Linked DNA regions of Hordeum vulgare: region 1 is linked to region 2. Evidence: chromatin contacts called from public Hi-C data. All regions are on one chromosome and are shown on one strand. The core of a region is the stretch at or near the end of the contact, and the rest is flanking DNA. Distances in the headings are between cores, read along the strand shown. Region 1 holds the start of LOC123413493. Region 2 holds the start of LOC123413457 (65-kDa microtubule-associated protein 1-like).

The links. A called contact is a pair of places that touch in the nucleus more often than the background predicts.
Region 1: a Hi-C map of seedling shows a contact between it and region 2, with 4 times the contacts expected there. The contact joins the promoter of LOC123413493 here to the promoter of LOC123413457 in region 2. A contact is called at or near these places in 2 of 6 Hi-C or Micro-C datasets (leaf and seedling) and 1 of 1 datasets of contacts at active chromatin or transcription factors (embryo).

The regions. Positions count from the first base shown.
Region 1 is chr7H:139,957,536-139,964,335 of MorexV3_pseudomolecules_assembly, reverse strand. It overlaps LOC123413493, which reads right to left and starts at 2,179. Exons shown (of 8, transcript XM_045106433.1): 1 at 1,740-2,179; 2 at 1,543-1,623; 3 at 1,393-1,452; 4 at 791-834; 5 at 590-632. The coding sequence starts at 2,066. It overlaps LOC123413491, which reads left to right and starts at 2,255. Exons shown (of 3, transcript XM_045106430.1): 1 at 2,255-2,690; 2 at 3,802-4,003. The coding sequence starts at 2,273.
Region 2 is chr7H:139,699,239-139,705,706 of MorexV3_pseudomolecules_assembly, reverse strand. It overlaps LOC123413457 (65-kDa microtubule-associated protein 1-like), which reads left to right and starts at 3,005. Exons shown (of 9, transcript XM_045106394.1): 1 at 3,005-3,218; 2 at 3,990-4,045; 3 at 4,158-4,361; 4 at 4,634-4,891; 5 at 5,037-5,252; 6 at 5,345-5,899; 7 at 5,984-6,071; 8 at 6,231-6,379. The coding sequence starts at 4,001. It overlaps LOC123411409 (a long non-coding RNA gene), which reads right to left and starts at 623. Exons shown (of 2, transcript XR_006613259.1): 1 at 526-623.

The sequences.
Region 1 (6,800 bases), core at 930-3,429, 260 kb before region 2:
TATGAACTACCCTCACTCTCCTCACGGACATGAGCTTATGCACCAGCCTCTATTGTCTCTCGACTCTTTCCCACCTCTGTACTCCTGTGACGAGGAAGTTTCGTCTAGTCATATTAGACATCATGTGAAGTTAAGAAGAAATACCAACTGGCAATGCGTTGCTTGCCAGAAGAGATATCAATTGCAGTTTGCTACATCCTATGTTAGAAATAACAAAAAGAACATAAGCTTGTTTGGTACTGGATATAATTTGCTTGGTAATTTTTTGATAAGGACTAGCACAAAGGTAACCCTCTATTGTGCAAGCAAAGAAAATTCTTCCAAAGGATATCTAACAGGTGTACAAGAAAGAACACAGAGATTTGCAACTATTAAAATCATGAACTAGACAATTTTATTCATATTTTCAAATAGAAACTACATAGTTATGTCAAACATTACGAAAATATCAATGGCCTAACTCTATATAGAATCTTTCACAAGGTAATGTTGTCGAGTTCCGATCCAAAGCTACGAGGCTATGTGTAGTCCATATGTCATCAGCAATACATCTATAGATATGAAATACCAATTGAGAGAAGATACTTACAATTGAGCAGATTATGATGGAAGCAATCCAATCGGTCTCCAACCTGATGACAGAGCAGGGGAAAAATGTTACGGTTACTCAAAGTCAATAAAAATCGGTTGGAAGTAACAGCTGCATATATGCACCTCTGAAGCAAATCTATCATTAACTTTTAGTGACATATATACCAACACTAAAAGCGAAAGCTTCACCTTTCCTCACCTCCACATAGTACCCATGGCTAGACCAACTATCCCATGCATAAGCTGCAGGAAAACAAGCCCAAGAAATGTAAGAATGTCCCGAGTCATAACGAATGACCGAAGGGTTCTTTTAATCTTTCAAGTCCCAAAGAAGATACAGAAATAAAATGGAACAGTATGTACAGAGAAGCTAAGAGAAAAAGGGTAAATTACCAACACCAAAACTTAAGTACCCCCTCCGATCCATAGACAATTAATATGGATCGGAGGGAGTACTAAAATAAATAAATAAAATACTGTTGTTCGATGATTGATGAATGCTAAGTTGTTAACCCTTACTGTTGCAGCTTGCCATCTCTACTTATACAATTTTTTCACTCGGAATATTGATTTCTTTGAGTGCTAAGATATGCTGATTTTAGTTCCAGGATATGGAGCCATTATTCGTTTCAATACCAATGATCTTGAAGTTGAAGCCCCTGATTCAACACCCGATTGCAGCACCAACATCAGTTAGTTTCAAGGTAAATATGTGAGTTGCCAAATTTAAATGTTCTGAACCAAACACATGCCATTGGCACAACTATGATATGAATCATTTGCCACACAGGAGATACTTACCAGATAAGTGGATGCTTTGACAGGGCCAGACAATGTGAAGAGCAGTAGAACAGTAGCCACCTGACGAGGCAATGCCATAAATGAACTAAACTAAACTAAAATACATGAAAGCTATATACAATGCCACGTGAACCATTTGATCAGACTCACCATAGTTTTCCTACCAGCTCCTAACCCCCATCTCAAGGAGGAGATGACTATCGGCAATGGGAAAAAGCAGCTGAAGTAATTCTGCATCAGCAAAAGAAGGCAGCAGCTTCATGCATCAACAGTCAAATAAATGGATTTATAGAAAGACCAAAGAAACAGAGCAACATTGCACGCCGGAGTGGAAGAAGGACGCGGACCTCGATGGCGAGGGAGTTGCTGAGGAAGTAGGCGAGACCAGCAACGGACGCGAACATGGCGCACTCGACGAGCCGCCGTGTCTTGGTGAGCGCATTGTCCAGGTCCACGTCCTCCTCGTCCTCATCCACGCCCCGACGTTCCTCTCCGGGGGCGGCTCGGCTGACGGCGGCCTGGAGCGGCGGGGTCCGGGTTCGGAGCGCGGTGGCGGTGAGTGGAAAGGAGAGCTCTGGTAGCGGAGAGGCGGCCAACCGGCGGGGGAGGGCGTGGTGGAAAGGCGGCGGAGACGGGGAGAAGCGTGGGCAAGGATGGAGGCGAAGGCGAAGCATAATAAGAATCCGACGGCGGGGGAGACGGCGACGTGCCCGGAAAATGGCCGGCGGCGAGGCGGCAGGCGCGTGGGGGCGAGGCGGAGGCAGAGGCAGAGGCTGCGATTCGTTTGCGATAAGGATCGGACGGTGCCGGTTAAGTCTCGCGGTGATAAGAGGAAACCACGCGCCATGGCTGGTCCGTCCGGCCTGAACACAAAAACGAAATGCCACTGCTACAGCTACAGCTGCCGACCGCGTGCTGCGCCGCCGCGGCGTCGGCCCCCTTCTCGTTCTCGCGGCCGCCGCCCTCCCGGCTGCGCGCGTCGCACGTCATCTTCGCCTTCCCTCGCCTGAGGAAATACGGCCGCCGGAGCCGCGAGCCGGTGCCCACCACCCTCGACGACGACGAGGACGAGGAGGCGGATGAGGACGACGACGACGGCGTGGAGGAGGCGGTTGACGAGGACATCTTTCTCAAGAACCGGCCCAAGCCGGCCGGTTTCGGCGTGGGGAAGACTTACACCACCGACGTTGAAGAGCAGCTTCTCCGGGAGATGGGCCTCGGCGGCGCCGGGCGCAAGAGCAAATCGGCTCCGCCCAAGAGCGTCAAAACCAACGGCTCGGCCACAGAAACCAGCGCAGGTGAGCTTCCTCTGCGTTCTCATCAGCTGACATTGTTTGAATCATCGACCAATTAACATGCCATTGCTAATTTGCTATCACTATTCATTATGGATAACACACTACAGTGCAACATTTCATCAATTTTTCTTTTCTTGTGAAGACGACACAGATACTTATGCAGCTAATATACAATGTTCTACTCCCTCCCTTCCTAAATACTCTCTCTGTCCTGAAATAACTGTCTTAAGTTTGTATTAGCTTTAGTATAAATTTGTACTAAGCTTAAGACACTTATTTTGAGACGGAGGGAATATAAATCTTTTTAGATATTTTCTTAGGGACTACATATGGAACAAAATGAATGAATCTATACTCTAAAATATGTCTATATACATCCGTATGTAGTCTACTAGTGAAACTTTTAAAAAGACTTATACTCCGTATTTAGGAACGAAGGGAGTACAGGAATATTTAGTAAATTACACGACGTCAAAAGTCAAATCGCGGAAGATAATTCACCTCGTGGGAAACTTCCCATTTTAAAACATAAAGAAAAGAAATAACTTTTGTATAGTATTACAAGGGCCAAAAACGCAGCCAACTAGTTAAATAAAAATGTGAGGCAGAAAATGCAAAGTTCTTTTGCTTTGCATTGAATAACTTTAACGATTGTTGAGAAATGCTCAGTTCCTACCAGCAACAATAATTCTCAGTTTCTCACAGTTTTTGGTTGCTTGGTCGTCTAAGTCTAACACCAACCTATTATTGGTAACTTACGACTACACATGATCTCTACAAACACTTTGTACACTATAAGTCCAACTTCCAAGGCTAGTGACAAAAGCATGTTCAGAAACTACCTCATGGAGTTTCAGTACACCTGAAAGTGAATGTCGATATGATCCAATTTATCTTTTGCTCTCGGTGTAATAATATCTGGAGTTAATAAATTTATATTTGTTTCTTTGTTATCCACACTCCTTAGTAGATAGCTCAGCTTTGCATTTTGGAAACCTTTTGAAATCATTGGCACTTCATTTTGAGATTTAGCTGCTGTGGAAGGTTTCGAAGAAATTATTGTTGAACATAAGCCTGATTTTCTCGGTGAATTTCCTGTACGTTGTCACAGATGTCAGTGATGATGGCGTTCATGTTCGTATTTGGAACCTCCCGAAAAAGAAGAACATACATAAGGACCTGAACCTGGCTTTCAAAGGGTTTCCTGGCTTGGTAACTATAAACCCAGCAAACTCTGGAACTAAGAAGACCCGTGATCCTATTTGCAAGGGTTTTGCATTTGTCAAACTGGAGTCAGTGGACGCTGCAACGAGGTAATTTATTTTCTCATCAACTCTTTTGACATTCTTGTGCAGTTGTTTGTTTCTTCACAAATTCCTTTCTGCTATCTATTGAAATTCCATGTCGAAATTGGTTGTTCCTTACTTTATTGCTTGGTACTTGTAGAATTCAAAAAACAGTGCTGTTAGCTCATTGGTGAATCTCCCCAGTACAGTGTATAGAAAACACCTAAACCATGTGCCATTCCCATCTCATCAATGAAGAAAGATTTGCTGATGTTGCTCACTGTTAGCTGAATCTGCTGTTCATCCAACATTGCTGAAATAACTAAAGTACAGCCATCAGCACTATCTTAGACATTCTTATTTTTTTTTCGAGAAAGCGCAAATGACATTTGCGTTTTTATCATTGAAGAGGCAGAGTTTGGGTTACATGTCCTCCTAGGAGGCACCAGTTACAAAGCAAAATCGATAGAATTTAGTGGACATCCCAGGTCTGTGGGAGAACTACTCTAAGTCCACGGGCGCCCGCGTTGGCCCAGGCAGTGGCCTCCTCCTTGATGTTGCTGAGTAGTTGCAGCGAGGAAGGCTGGGCCCCTTCGAAGGCGCAAGCGTTGCGGTGTTTCCAGATCATCCATGGCACGAGGAGGGTGGCGGGCGCGAGGCCCTTGAGCAGCGATTTCGGCGTATTCTGCCTGGCCTGCAGCCACCAGTCCATGAGTGAGGCCTCATAGTCTGGTGGGGTGGCGGTCATCCTGAGCCAGGCAAGGATCTCATGCCAAGTTTGGCGAGCAAATGGGCATTCTAGCATCAGGTGGCGCATCGTTTCTGGGGCTTGATCGCAGAGCAGGCATCGGGGGTGGTGCTGCATTCCGTGGCGCGCGAGGCGCTCCGCTGTCCAGCATCGGTCCTGGCAGGCCAGCCAATGGAAGAATTTGACCTTTGGGGGAGCCCCAGTCTTCCATATAAGCTTCCAAGAGGAGCACGTTTTGGAGCCCTGGAATGTTGCTAGGTAGGCAGAATGCGCGGTGTAGATGCCGTTGGACGTCCACTTCCAAGTTAGCCTGTCTGGTTCGGTTGAGAGCGTGACTTGCTGGGCAAGTTGCCAGAGCTGCAAGTATTGGCCTATCTCGTGGACGCCTAGAACTCCGAGAATGTCTCGGGCCCAGGAGTTGCCAAGGAGACCCTCAGCCACTGTCCTGATCTTGTGTCGTCCCTTCGGTATGCATGTGTACAGCTGGGGCATTAGTTCGCAGACGGACCTGCCATTAAGCCATCGGTCCTCCCAGAAGAGGGCAGCGTTGTGTCACGCCCAAGATGCGACCCTATCCTCAATTTGGCACGAGGGCCTCGTCAGGGATAGAAGCGCATCTCGTCGTGTCGCAAGAATGGATATCGTTACAAGACATGTACTGAAAAGATGATATATATAAAGAGTTGGCTTAAACTCGCCACAAGCTACATCAGAGTCACATCAGTACATTACATAATCAGCAAGAGTAAGAGCAGGGTCCGACTACGGACGAAAACAAACGACAAAAGAAGAACGACGTCCATCCTTGCTATCCCAGGCTGCCGGCCTGGAACCCATCCTAGATCGATGAAGAAGAAGAAGAAGAAGAAGCAACTCCAAATGAACATTCAACGCGCTCGCGTCAAGTAACCTTTACCTGTACCTGCAACTGGTGTTGTAGTAATCTGTGAGCCACAGGGGACTCAGCAATCTCATTTCCAAAGGTATCAAGACTAGCAAAGCTTAATGGGTGAGGTATGGTTAAGTGGTGAGGTTGCAGCAGCGGCTAAGCACATATTTGGTGGCTAACTTACGAGTACCAGAAATAAGAGGGGGAAGATCTACGCATGACGGACGTTTCTACTGACGATCAAATGAATGATCTGAACACCTACCTACGTCAGACATAACCCCACCGTGTCCTCGATCGGAGAAGGAACTCACGAAAGAGACAGTCACGGTTACGCACACAGTTGTCATGTTTTAATTAAGTTAACTTCAAGTTATCTAGAACAAGTGTTAAACAAAGCTTCCACGTTGCCACATAACCGCGGGCACGGCTTTCCGAAAGATTTAACCCTGCAGGGGTGCTCCAACTAGTCCATCACAAATTACCACAAGCCGCATAGAAATCCTCAATCACGAAGCTCGCGATCTCGTCGGATTCCCTAGTGGAAAGCCTCAACTCTGAGATTACCCAAAGCCTCACCGGAATCCCGATGCACAAGATATCTCGTCAAAGGTAAAACTAATCCAGCAAGGCCGCCCGACGTGTCGACGATCCCAATAGGAGTCGCGTACCTCGTTCTCAGGACACGACGGATGGAACTAGCTACAAGTGCCAAACCTCGAGTTTCCTCGCGGTGGCCCCGCAGGCAGACCGTTTGGGACCAACACCATCAGCACTGGCCCCCCCTGTTTATGAAAAATTACTCCTCGGGTTCATGACGCCCTATGCATTTCAGTATTAACAAAGTTATTATGTTGGGCAAATGTAGAACCAATGTTGGGCCTTGCCGGACCAGCTTTAATCTAAAACGAATCATCAAGGGGGTCCCCATAACAACCCCGATCGTGTTAGGAGCGCTCATTTATGGAACATAACACCGGTAGCCGAAACTAAGGGGGCAAAGGTGGAACAAAACACCAGGCTAGAAAGGCGACCAAGTATATAGGTCCATTAAATTAAATAGCATTAAATATGGTGATATGACAAGGAACCCATGTTATCACATGGAAGCATCTGCACCTGCAACTAGCAACGCTAACAACATGGTAAGCAAGCAGTAACATAGCCAATCAGTGGTTTGCTAGGTC
Region 2 (6,468 bases), core at 1,756-4,255:
GGTACCAATATCAACGGAACAGACGAGGAGAAACTATGTGATAAGTGGTGTTGAAACTATTAGCACATATTAGACGCTCCAAATACGCTAGTACAGTTCAATGTAAACTGGCTATGTGGTAAAAAATGACATATTAGATGATACAGTTAAGTTTCTTTCAGTAAATAACCCTATATCCCCCTCCCTCACACCACCACACAACACACAGAAATTTGCTATGTATGTAATCCTTGAAACTGCTTTTACTCTAAGCATGGTGTGCAATGTTGAATGCTAACATGTACAATGACCTCTCTGTTGAGACAATGTGAAGATTATCTGATATCCACTTCAGTATGGTTTCCTAAGACTTATGAAGCAGAAAGTAATTTCATCTTCCTAACTTCATAATTAATACAAGTAGTATGCCTTTGGTTTTGCTCAGTTGCCACTTTCCAAATAATTATAATTCAAATGCAGCTGTTGATTTTTCTACTGGTGATGATCCATGGCCAATATTCAGATTACAGAAGAAATACAACTTACCAGGAAAATCAGCCCCTTTAAGTGCGTAAGTGGTCTGAGGAAAATTGGGGAAGTAGGAAGAGATCAGTGAGCAGCAACACCACCTGGTTTACCAACTCACATACCCACAAAACTGGAAAAAAATCCACGCGACCTGACAACAACAGCACATCAGAGAAATGAGGTTCTCCAAGGGCTGCCGGTGGAAGGTGACGCTGCAGATCGAGCCGGGAGGCGCTCCGGTGGTGACGAAGGTGGGGCCCGGTCGGATCCGGGCGGATCTCGCCTGGGTGGATCCATTTTTAGCGGATTTGTCGTGGAGGCGGTCGGATCCGGCGAGATTGAGGCCGACGGCTTCATGGAGGTCCCTGTCCAGGAGAAAGAGGGAGAGAGGTGAGAGGAGATCGAGAAGGATGAGAAGGGAGAGGGGCGAGGCGGCGGAGCGGCCAGAGGTTCGGAAGGTACCAACGGCGGGGCGTGGCGGAGTTGTGGGATCGCTGGCGAGGCGGCTGGCGGGCGCGAGGGGAGCGATGGCAGCTTACCCGACGGCCGGCGCAACACCGGATCGACCGTCGCCTGGGTCAGGCGGGGCGGGGAGGGGCGGGGCAGGAGGTGGCCGGAGAGTAGCGTGCTCGTGGCCGTGGTGGAGGACGGGGCCGGAGAGAGGATACCGCGATGGAGGACGATCCCGTGGTGGAGGTGGATAATGTGAGCTGGGGTGTTTTTTTTAATAAAACTGAAACGTTTTTTGTTCACTCAAATCAGGAGTGCGGATTGAATACCCAATACATCAGGGGCTTTTTTACAAAATGCCCGACGACGGACGACAGAAGCGCTGCGCGCTTTATTGTTAGGGGAGATAAACCAGAAGCGGAGTCCCACATCTAGTTGACCAACAAAAACAACTATGTGATCTTTTTTTTTCTCTCTCTCCTCTCTCTTGTCTCAACCACGCACCTTTTTTTGTGATTATAAGGGTTGGATGGTTCCGTGCTGCATTATTGTCCATACAAATCTATGAACGGATACAATGTATGATTTGGGGTTAATGTTCGAGATGCACTTACGTCCCAACTTGCTTGTATTGCAGGTAGACCTTTAAAACAAAGTGTTGAATGTTTGGCTCTTATATCATCATCCGCGGACATCTGAGAATGCATCCGAACACAAATATTGTGTCCATTTGTGGGATGGCGTTGGAAATGACACAAATGAGGCGAGACGAGATAGATGAGTTCCCATGATGCGTGGAACCGGGCGCAGGGAGAGAAAAATCGGATGCAGAAAAAACATGCCCACCCTTTCATCTCCAAATCAGATGAAGCTGAATCTTTTTCTAGCGACCTATGCTCGAAAATTGCTTTTGGAGCCCGGCCTCTATGGTGATCTTTAAATTTGAAATTCAAAATCCATGAAAATTCATATTTTTACATTTTTTTGAAAAAGTACAGAGATAAGTGAGGGCGTAACACACATGTGTATAAATTTTCAGAAAAAATACGTTAAAATAAGGTCTATATAAAAACTAAATCCAAAACTTTTTAACACATGATACTATTCATCATACAAGGTCATTAATTTGTTTTCTATGCAGATCATATCTTTAGGTATTTCATCCTAAAATCTAGACACATGCACGTAACATTTTTCTTTACTTGTATATTTTTTTCAGATTTTTCAAATCAAAAATTGTAAATTATAATTTTTTTCAAAATTTCGAGTTCTATGGAGCTCGGCCTCCAAACGTTCGTTCTCCTGATGCTCGTCTTAAAACCGTACCAGTGCAAACCAATCCGTGGTTGGATGGTTAGAAGGACTGTGGTATCCCTTGTCTACCAGAGTTCAAGTCACATACTTGACATTGATCTTTGCATTTTCCTGAATTTACTTCAGGTCTTCCAGTGATGTGTTTTCTAGCCTATTAAAGATGCTCATAGGGGTAAGGTATGCGTGCGTTTATAGCAATAAGTATACGCTCGTATAGGTGAACGAATTTGATTGTATTCTGTAAAAAAAAACCCGCACCCCCTAAGCCCTTCCCGAACGTGAAGGAGCATCGTGGTTAATCACGTGGGTACAAACAGGAGAAGCCAGAGAGATACCTAAACCCAAAACCGCACTGAAACACCGCTGGAAATGCGGAGACCCGGATCGCAACGAGACAACTCTGACTGGTCAAGGCCACCCTCAATCCCTTGATTTAACTACAAGCAATCCACCATTTCGTTTCGTTAATAACGCCGCCCGAGGGCACCAGACACCAAAATTTCACGCATGGAATTTACAGCTCCCCAAGCCGCCCGTCCGTCCTCCTCTCCGCGCCGCGCGGGCCCACCGGCCGCATTATTCTCCCCCGTACCGTTCTTTCACCGACACCCGCGGTAAGAAACACCACCCGGGGCCATCCGGGCCGTCCGATGCCCCGACCGCTCGCATCCGGCGGCGGGACCGCCGCCCACCTACCCCCATTAATTGGGCTGGCCGCCCCGTCCCGCGGCAGCATCACCACTTCAGGAGCAGCAGCAGCGAGGTCCAGTCTCAGCTCAGCTCACTCTCGCCGCTGCTTGCTCCCCTCCCCCAACCCTCGCCAGCGGCGGCGAGCTCCCCTCCGGCGACGAGGCTCGAGGAGTCTACGGTCAAGCCCCGTCCGTCTCAATCCTGCGCGCTCCGGTGCGGCCGCCCGTCGTCCCCGCTCGCGCCGGCCGCGTGATCTGGTGAGAGCCTTTTTTTTTCCTCTGCTTCGCCTTCTCTTCTTCTCCAGTTCTCCTCCTCGTTCACGGTGGGGTTGGAGGGGAGTCGCTGGGGGACGGAGATCTGGGGGTGCGGACCGTAATGGCGGCGCTGCGTGCCGGGGGTTTAGCTGGGAGGTGTGCCCGGTGGGGGATCTCCACTTCATGCTCCATCTGCGTGATGGCGCAGCATTCTGGTTTGGGTGCTGAGACCGAAGTCATACGAGAATCAAATTGTTTATTTTCGGCGGTCGATTCGTGAGAGCTGACTGCTCAGATCGCGAACTTCTGGAGCTGCTTGGCCAGACGAGACCGGTCAACTGCCTTCGGGTTTCCGTGTTTTGGAGTCGGATTCTAGGGTTCCTGGATGTTCTTGGATTATTGCTGGGTTTAAGGCCAGATATACTACAGTATTAGATTCGGTAAGTGGGATCCCCTAGCGTTTAGGCGTTCAGATGTCATTATTGGTGGCCATGATTGGGGTGCTCTACTCCAGTAGGGCCATCTAGGCTCTATTTTTAATTATTAGAGTGCTGCTAATTTGGGGATAAGTTTATCATTAGTTAGTGATATGGCTCACGAATGCGACACTTGCAGTGCATGTGAGATTTAGTGCCTACCATGGGCCGACGTGGTTGTTTGGGCGGGTTTGGTTCGATTAAGCGTTCATGTCGTCAGGTTCAGAAGTGCATTTCGTGTTGAGAGTTCTAGTTTGGTATGCAAGATTTATTCTCAAGCGATGCTCCTTACTTACAGGTTGTTCTGAAATGGCCGGCGGCATTACCTGTGGATCCTTGCTGCAGAAATTACAGGTATGCGGCACTTTGCAAACTGCAACAAGGTTTTTTGTTTTGTTTTGTTTGTCAACTTGGTTTTGTGCAACTGATGGTGACATGCTTCTTCTATGAAATCTCCCTGCTATAGCTTGTGTGGGATGAAGTTGGTGAGAGCGACGAGGACCGCGACAAGGTCCTGTATCAGCTGGACCAGGAGTGCCTGGATGTCTACAAGAGGAAAGTTGATCAGGCCACCAACTCTAGGGATCTCCTTATCCAGGCGCTCGATGACTCGAAGATCGAGCTTGCCAGGCTTCTTTCTGCTCTTGGGGAAAAAGCTGTAGCGAGAACCGTAAGTTCATATTGTCACAACGCTTAAGGATTGCTGGTTGATTTTCATCCTAGACAATTTTGTGGAGTGCATGCATGATACATTCTAGTGCATATTCAGTGGAACTAGGAACTGACCAACAAAGCTTTTCTGTAATAGCAGTTCCCACCTCATTCTTTTCCTCTCGATGTGCATGATATTGATTGTCATAACTCAGAAGTGAAATGACACTTTGAATCTTAGAGCCATTTTTTTAATTATGAAAGTAAATCAAGAATTATGAATGCATGCAGCCTGAGAAGACATCAGGGACAATCAAGCAACAGCTAGCTGCTATCGCTCCAACACTTGAGCAGTTGAATAAGAAGAAGAATGAGAGGAAGAGGGAATTTGTCAGCGTACAGTCACAAATTGATCAAATATGTGGTGAGATTGCTGGCACCACAGAGGTCGGTGAGCAGGTGGCTACACCACAGGTCAACGAGGATGATTTGACACTTGAGAGGCTTGAAGATTTTCGGTCCCAACTCCAGGAGCTTGAGAAAGAGAAGGTAATACCCACTCCTTCCCTAATTTATTTTTGTTTTTTACCTGGTCAAAGAGAAAAATGGTTTATTATGATGTTTTGACTATTTCTTCGCCGTTGATTCCCAATGGCTAACAAGAGTTTCTACGCGCTTGAAAACTGGTTTGCAGAGCAATAGGTTGGAGAAAGTTCTTGAGTATGTAAGCATGGTGCATGATCTATGTACTGTCTTGGGGATGGATTTTCTCAGTACCGTGACTGAAGTTCATCCCAGTCTAGATGACTCTATTGCTGATAACTGCAAGAGCATCAGCGATGATACATTATCAAAACTTGACAAGACAGTAGCCACACTTCATGAAGATAAAAAATTGAGGCTAAGCAAGGTAAAAACAAAAATCACATTTCTTAAAATCTGAAGCACATACCTATTTTATTACATGCACAATCTCATTAATGGCTTATTTGGTATTCTCAGCTTCAAGAGCTTGCCGGTCAACTGTATGATCTTTGGGATCTCATGGATGCTCCCACACAAGAAAGGAGCATGTTTGATCATGTTACATGCAACAGATCAGCATCTGTAGATGAAGTCACTGCTCCTGGGGCACTTGCCCTTGATTTAATTGAACAGGTCAGATTACGTTTGAAATTCTCTGGTAGGATTATTCCCTGGTATGAATTGTTTGTTCAGCTCTATTTGGCCTTTTTTCCTGTTCAGGCTGAGACAGAGGTTCAAAGGCTGGACCAGCTAAAATACAGCAAGATGAAAGAAATTGCTTTCAAGAAGCAAACTGAGTTGGAAGACATCTATGCCGGTGCTCACACAGTAATAGACACCGCAGCTGCCCATATGAAATTGTTGGCACTGATTGAGGCAGGGAACATAGAACCAACAGAACTAATTGCAGATATGGAAGGTCAGATAGGAAAAGCAAAGGAAGAAGCATTGAGCAGAAAAGATATATTAGATAAAGTTGAAAAATGGATGTCTGCATGTGAAGAAGAAAGCTGGCTTGAAGATTATAACAGGGTATGCTAATAATTTACTTTAGCAAATCAGTGCTGCTGGTTTTAGGACTGGCTTCTCACGCACAAATTCAAAATCTCTCTGCAGGATGACAACAGATATAACTCCAGCCGAGGTGCCCATCTGAATCTCAAACGTGCAGAAAAAGCTCGTATTCTTGTCAGCAAGATTCCAGGTACTTGTCTGAAATGCATATATGAACATCTTCTGTGAACATCTGTATACGATGGAAGCCTATTTATGTTTATCGGATTTTCTTTTGGTCATGCATTTTATTGTACGAGTACACATGTTATTCTGTTCGTTACTAATGCAATCAATGGTTTCATTCCAGCGCTTGTCGAAACTTTGGTGGCCAAGACTAGGGCATGGGAAGAGAGCCGTGGTCTATCCTTTATGTATGATGGTGTACCGCTTCTAGCTATGTTGGATGAGTATGTTATGCTGAGGGAGGAAAGAGAAGAAGACAAGAAAAGAATGAAGGTATGTTCTACTTGCTCTTAAAATTGGAAGCGAATACTTTCCCAATTTAGAATGCCCTTGAATTATGTTTGAGTGTCTTGTGAACGCGG